2 separate regions of the Mus musculus genome follow, and region 2 is linked to region 1. The links are chromatin contacts, called in public Hi-C maps. All regions are on one chromosome and are shown on one strand. The core of a region is the stretch at or near the end of the contact, and the rest is flanking DNA. Distances in the headings are between cores, read along the strand shown.

Region 1 (2,875 bases), core at 271-2,770:
GGCTCTTAATGAATTACACACACACACACACACACACACACACACACACACACACACACACGTTCCTAATGAGAGGACTTGATTGGTTGTTGCCTGTTGTTCAATCAGCAGTCATTGTTTGGGGTGGTGGGCTGGAACATGGAGGCTCCAGCTTGGTTTCTAAGGGCTAAGCTCCTTCACCTAGCCTATCACATATCCATCCCTGTACTGGATTAAGAGCAGGTCCCCGAAGAAATACCTGCTCTTTTATCTTCAATTTATATTTATATTGTTGTCAAGACTACTGAAGACAGTAAAGGCGTGAAGCAATGTCAGTGTGCAGCGGATGGACAGACCAAGGCGGGGGTGGGGGGGGTGGGGGGGGCGGGGGGAGCGGGGGAGGGGAGGGAGGGAGGTACTGACTTACAAAGTATTAGTCAGACTTGAGGCTGTGAGAGGGGATGTAAGTGAGTCTGGAGGAAATTAAGCTAAGTGAAAAAAGCCAGGTGTGGAAAGACAAACACTGGATACAATTCCACTTAGAGAGTCTAAAATTGCCACATTTGTAGCAAAGTTAGTGGAGCATTATCAGGAGTCCCAGGGCTAGTGGAGAGAAGGAGGTGAACCCAGGTGCTCCTGCCTGTAGCGAACAGTATGATGATACCCTTCAAGACTTACAGATAGTTCTGAGGTGGAGTGAGGAAAAGAGGATGTGGGGGTGGGGAACTGACTGAATTTTAATGATTTTCGAATCTATCTCCTTTGGGGATGTCACTCTTGTGGCTTTATCTGGTGATATCTAGAGACCAGGATGGTCTTTTGCTCCCAAGTTCTGTTCTTTTCCAGGGAGTCATTTGAAGGCGTTTCCTTTACTCATTAGTGTGCTGTTGGTTGTATGGTGTCTTAATGCAGCCTTTATAGTTAGTCCTATGATAATTATGGGTAGTGTAGGGCATCTGACTTGGTACCCAAGGATCCTCATCCTCTTTTTGCATTCAGCATTGATCTTATGCTTTATAATGGAAATGAGCAGGTAAATTTTGCCTCCTGTATTTATGAAAAAAAAAATTAGTACACAGTGTTATCTAGTGTTACGTAGTTCTTATCTCTAAGTGACAAAACAAAACAACAAAAACCAAAACTGGTTTTCATCGATCTCTCTGATGACTGTGGTTGGCTTTTGTGCAATTAAAGTCTCTTTAAACTATAAAAATGGATAGGATGAACAAAGTAACGATTGGTATGTGTTGTGTGACTTGCCCTAGCGGGTGGGGGTTGGGGGAAAGACATGAACTTCGCCTCCTTTGTGATAAGGCCAGTTCCCCTTTTCACCTGCACCCCTTGTCTACACGTCCACTGCTAATGGCTTCTTATGTCTCTGCAGGCCACCAGGACCCAACTAGGGCCTGGATCCTGAAACCACCCAAGCATATTAGAAACCAGTAAGTCCACAGCTGAATGTGGGGCCTCTGGTCACTCTGAATGGCTATGCCTGCAGGCAGCCTTGGCCTCCCTTTTAGGGAAGCAGTTGGCCCAGTGCCTACCCATGAGATCTGCTTCCTTCATGGCAGCTGGCCGCAGGGATCACCTGCACTTCTTTGGTGAACTATTCAGGCTTTAAAGCCTTCCAGAACCTCACAAATACAGCGCTTGGCTCTCCGTCAGGTTTTCCCCAGGAAGCCTGGCTCCACACCAATCTCGCCACATTTGCTTTCAAGTGACCTGGACAGCCCCCTTCATCTGCTTTTTCTTTCTCTCATCCACTCTTGATTGCTTTAGTACTTTACAAACCTGATTTACATGCTGGTCTAAGTCACTCAGATCTACCAGTGCCTTTCCCACCTCATAAAGATCATGACCCACTAGGGGTCTTGGCAAAGTCACAGAAGCCCATACCAGCCTCAGGTCTCTGTTGAACTCTCTCCCTTCTTAACTCTCCTGCAAAGAGTTCTATCTGGCCCAGGGAACTGGGCACCATCCAGAGGCTCTCTCCTGCTTAGCTCACTCCCTATTGCTCTTACCCATTTCCACTGATACCTACAGACTCAAAGGTTTGAAAACCAGAGAGGCATATTTGGCAGAAATTTATTTGGAGACCACCCCCCCCCCAACACACACTTTTTTTTTTTTGTCACACCCAAACTGTGAGAAACAGCAAACAAGAACCTTCACTTTATCCTCTCCTTTATCTGATTTGCTTACCAAATCATAGGCTAATATGGAGGATGGCACCAGCAGGTCTTTTTTTTTTTCTTCTTTCTCTCATAATTGCTTCCTTCTGTGGGCAATCTCTTTCTGGGCAGACAGCTAAGCTTCAACGGCAGCCTTCTCACCCGTGGCAGGGGCAGGACGGCTTCTTTCTGAGCTCCTAATGAACCCATTCCTCTTGTGCTGCTTCCAGGGATTACAATATGTTTTCTGGTCCTCAGCCATTCTTGGGATCCCAAAATGTTGCCGCATTGTCCTGGCAGACCACATTTATCAAGGAGATGTGCCATTCTGTACAACATGAAAGAAGATGGTTCCCGTAGGATTCCCACCATGATCACTTCAGTCTCACATGCAATAGCTTCAAGTGAGTGTCTTTTTACACATAGCAGAGGCAATGCAGCAGCTTCTATATCAAGACAGTGGTCCACACCACCCAGGAAGGGATGGCTATATTGGGATTGTACCCATGTCCACTTCATCTTCATATAGCCTTGCTTCTGCCACATGCCTTTCTACCCACACCAGGGGCAATGTGACTACTTTTCCAAAACTCATCTTTGGTTATGCCCTGTCTCTGTTTAGGTACCAAGTGTTAAGTGCCCCCCCCCCCCGCAGAGACATAAGTGAATTTCTACTCTCCCAAGACTAGGCAACAGTGACCGATCAAAGATATGAACCCATACAA
Region 2 (2,875 bases), core at 148-2,647, 420 kb after region 1:
CAGAAACTCTGTCTAATTTGTCTGAGGTATTTTAGTTCCCCGTTGACAATTAAAAATTTAATTAATGAAGGTAAATGGAGCAAGTGCCTTGTCTCATCCTCAGAAGCAGTGGACAGAGACAGGTCCCCCTGACTTCCACTGCCCCACCACAATTCCTGACAGTTTAAAGGGGAGCTGACCAAAGTCCAACCTGACATGGAAAGATTTCAAATAGCTTAAAACACTCGCTCTTATTTGTCCATGTAGAATTCTCCCTCACAAGAATCCATTTCTAGAACAGTCCATTGCTTAACACTGGGTACACTTATTGCTATGCTTAGAAAAGACTACTATAATACAATATTACCACTGTATGTGGCCAATCTGATGTGGTATCCGTCTCTCACCTCCCTGATTCCCTACTACAGTATATATCATGGAGAAGGAATTCTGTTTTTCAAGGCAAATACATAAACTACTGCCTGCTGACAAACTCACCCAGGTGAGCCCCAAGACGTAATGACATAATTGGGACAGCTTCCCGGAGAAAGTTCAGATCAATGTATAGATGCCAAAAAGAAAACTGGCCAGTACTAATCAAACTGCAATGGAGGTCAGCTCCAACCAGTGAGTGGTACACAGTGGCACAATAAGGCACAAAGGGTGATTACACAATCACCTATGTACTCCTGGGTGACTCTCTCGATCAGAAACTGTCTCCCATTTGTCTACCTTTTGCTTCCTGCAAACAAGCAGCTTTGCTTAGGGAGTAGAAATAAAGACCTTGAGCCAGACCCACACTACCCTTGGTGAAGTCTAGACCCAGGCCTCCATCTGCTGGCCAGAGGATGGACAGTTCACTGGGAAGCCACCATGTTTATTACTGTAGTCCAAGGCACCCTCCAAAGCTGGGGTGAGAGGGACATGCTATCTATAGTACCTTCCATCCCTGCATTCTGAGTTGAGGGCTGAGGTACTAAGCTGCTGTTGGCTGGATTCTGGGTGGTGACCATAAGCAATGGATTCTTCAGAGCATATCAGCCCATTTGCCAAAAGTACAAAGCAGGTCTCAGGCAGCCTGACATGTGCAAATCCACAGAGCTAATGAGTGGCAGGGCCAGAATGATCCTAGGGCCAATCTGAATCCACTTCAAGTCTGCTTTCTTCTCAGAAACACAGAGTCGCATCTATATCGATGCTAGGCTCTCACTGGAATATCATAACAAACGCTGCTTAAGATAGGTTCTCAGAACCAAAGTCCTGGATCATTTGGAGCCTCCTGCTGAGGGACGACTGAGGAGTCCCCAGCCAGAATGAACCCAGCTGGCTTACAAGACCAGCTGCCTGGTGGTAACCATGGCAACTCCCTGACTGACAGATGGCTGGAAGCTCAGGATTCTCCCTGGATCTTTTCCAGAGACCCCAGCTGACACTGAGGAGGGCAAAATGAATCACCATGGGGAAGCTTCCGAGCAGAGCCTGAGCACCTGCCTCTCATTGCAAAAGGAAGGGAAAGGGGGTGGTTGGGTCCTACTGTTCCCAAAGAGGTCAGAGAATCAGCCTTCCCTGTCTTCTCAACATGCTGGCAAAAAGGAGACTTTGAGAATATTGCTCTTTTGGAATTGATTTTCTTTTTTCTTTACTGTTTTAAATAACTCCACTTTGTGGCTACCTGCATCCTGTTCTGCTGATTATAGTCAAAGAACAAGATAATTGCCTGCTTTCATTCGGCTCTAAAATAAGCCCTGAGAATTGTGCCTAGCCCAAGCCCATGTACAGCCCTGTAGAGCTCAGCTCTGGGAATTTAGCCTCATGACAGATAACATGCTTTAATTCCCATGACTTCATCCCCAGACCACTTCAACCACGGTTGTCCACAGCCTAAGACCTTGTCATTAGCAACAACCCACTCCCTAGATGGGGCTCTTTGAAATTGTGAAGAGGCAGGCACTCTGTCCCAAGTAGCAACTCAAAGCCTGCCATGCACCCTGGACGGGATAATCTACTTTTTAATAGTCATTTTCATGTTACTGGGGTCTTTTTTTGTTTTGTTTTGTTTTATGTTTTCTCCACCAAGAAAAAAAAAAAAAAAGATCCCAACCAAGCAATACTTTTTTCTAATGCTTAGCAGGTTGAATTTTAAAGTGGTAAGCTAAGCTCATGTAGTCTGCTTAGCGACTGTGGGACAAACATTTATTAAATACCTACTCTATGCCACAAGTCCAGGAAACTTGCCTATAATAGTGCCTAATCATGGTAGTGTCTCCATCCCTTGTTCAATTATTAGCAACTCTGAAACAAACCTTGAAACAGCTTACTATTTATAAATATAGCCATAAAAGAATGACCCCAGAAGCTGACATAAGGCTCATCTTGGGTTATATAATTAAGCATTTTTTAATCTAAACCTCTAAGAAGCAAAGCGACTGACCTGCAGTGGCATCTACAAATGTTTTTCCTGTTGAGCTTGAAAGCACACTCTGTAGGGGTCGCTCTCACAGGCAAGGGCATGAAACATGAACACATGAAATTCTTAAAGAAGGGAGGGCTGTCTCTCCTGCCCCAGAACCCGGCATTAGTCAGGTCATCCCACTGAAGCGGCTCCTCACAGAACACTGTAATTTCCACATGGCACACTCACATGGGAGCCAGGAATTTACCTCACCCAGGCCCTGTTGCTCTCATGTCGTCTAACCGCAGATCACTCAGCACAAGCTTTAGTTGAGGAGCGTACTCTGCAAGGCTGTGTGTTGCTGCATTACCCAGGAGGCAGTGCGCTGGGCCATACCGATTGACTTCACTCATATCGCTCACTCATCGTGCTGTAAGGAAGTTACCACTTCCCATTGTCAGGTGCTAGTGGTATCCAAAAGACCAAAGCTGTTATTTTCTCCTG

The links. A called contact is a pair of places that touch in the nucleus more often than the background predicts.
Region 2: a contact with region 1 is called in a Hi-C map of neural progenitor cells, with 4 times the contacts expected there. The contact joins two enhancer-like sites. A contact is called at or near these places in 5 of 484 Hi-C or Micro-C datasets (cerebral cortex, cumulus cells, embryonic stem cells and 1 more) and 3 of 115 datasets of contacts at active chromatin or transcription factors (astrocytes, differentiating embryonic stem cells and embryonic basal ganglia).

What each region holds. Positions count from the first base shown.
Region 1 is chr14:28,534,446-28,537,320 of GRCm38.p6, forward strand. No RefSeq gene overlaps it. Among named protein-coding and RNA genes, the nearest start is that of Wnt5a, 30 kb to the left of the region's middle. Within about 2 kb of position 1,521, at least 11 of the 459 cell types and tissues checked have an H3K27ac peak or open chromatin away from gene starts, as enhancers often do. A contact at or near this core is called in neural progenitor cells, where this site is marked.
Region 2 is chr14:28,957,459-28,960,333 of GRCm38.p6, forward strand. All of the region lies in intron 31 of Cacna2d3 (calcium channel, voltage-dependent, alpha2/delta subunit 3), which reads right to left. Among named protein-coding and RNA genes, the nearest start is that of Lrtm1, 59 kb to the right of the region's middle. Within about 2 kb of position 1,398, at least 69 of the 459 cell types and tissues checked have an H3K27ac peak or open chromatin away from gene starts, as enhancers often do. A contact at or near this core is called in neural progenitor cells, where this site is marked.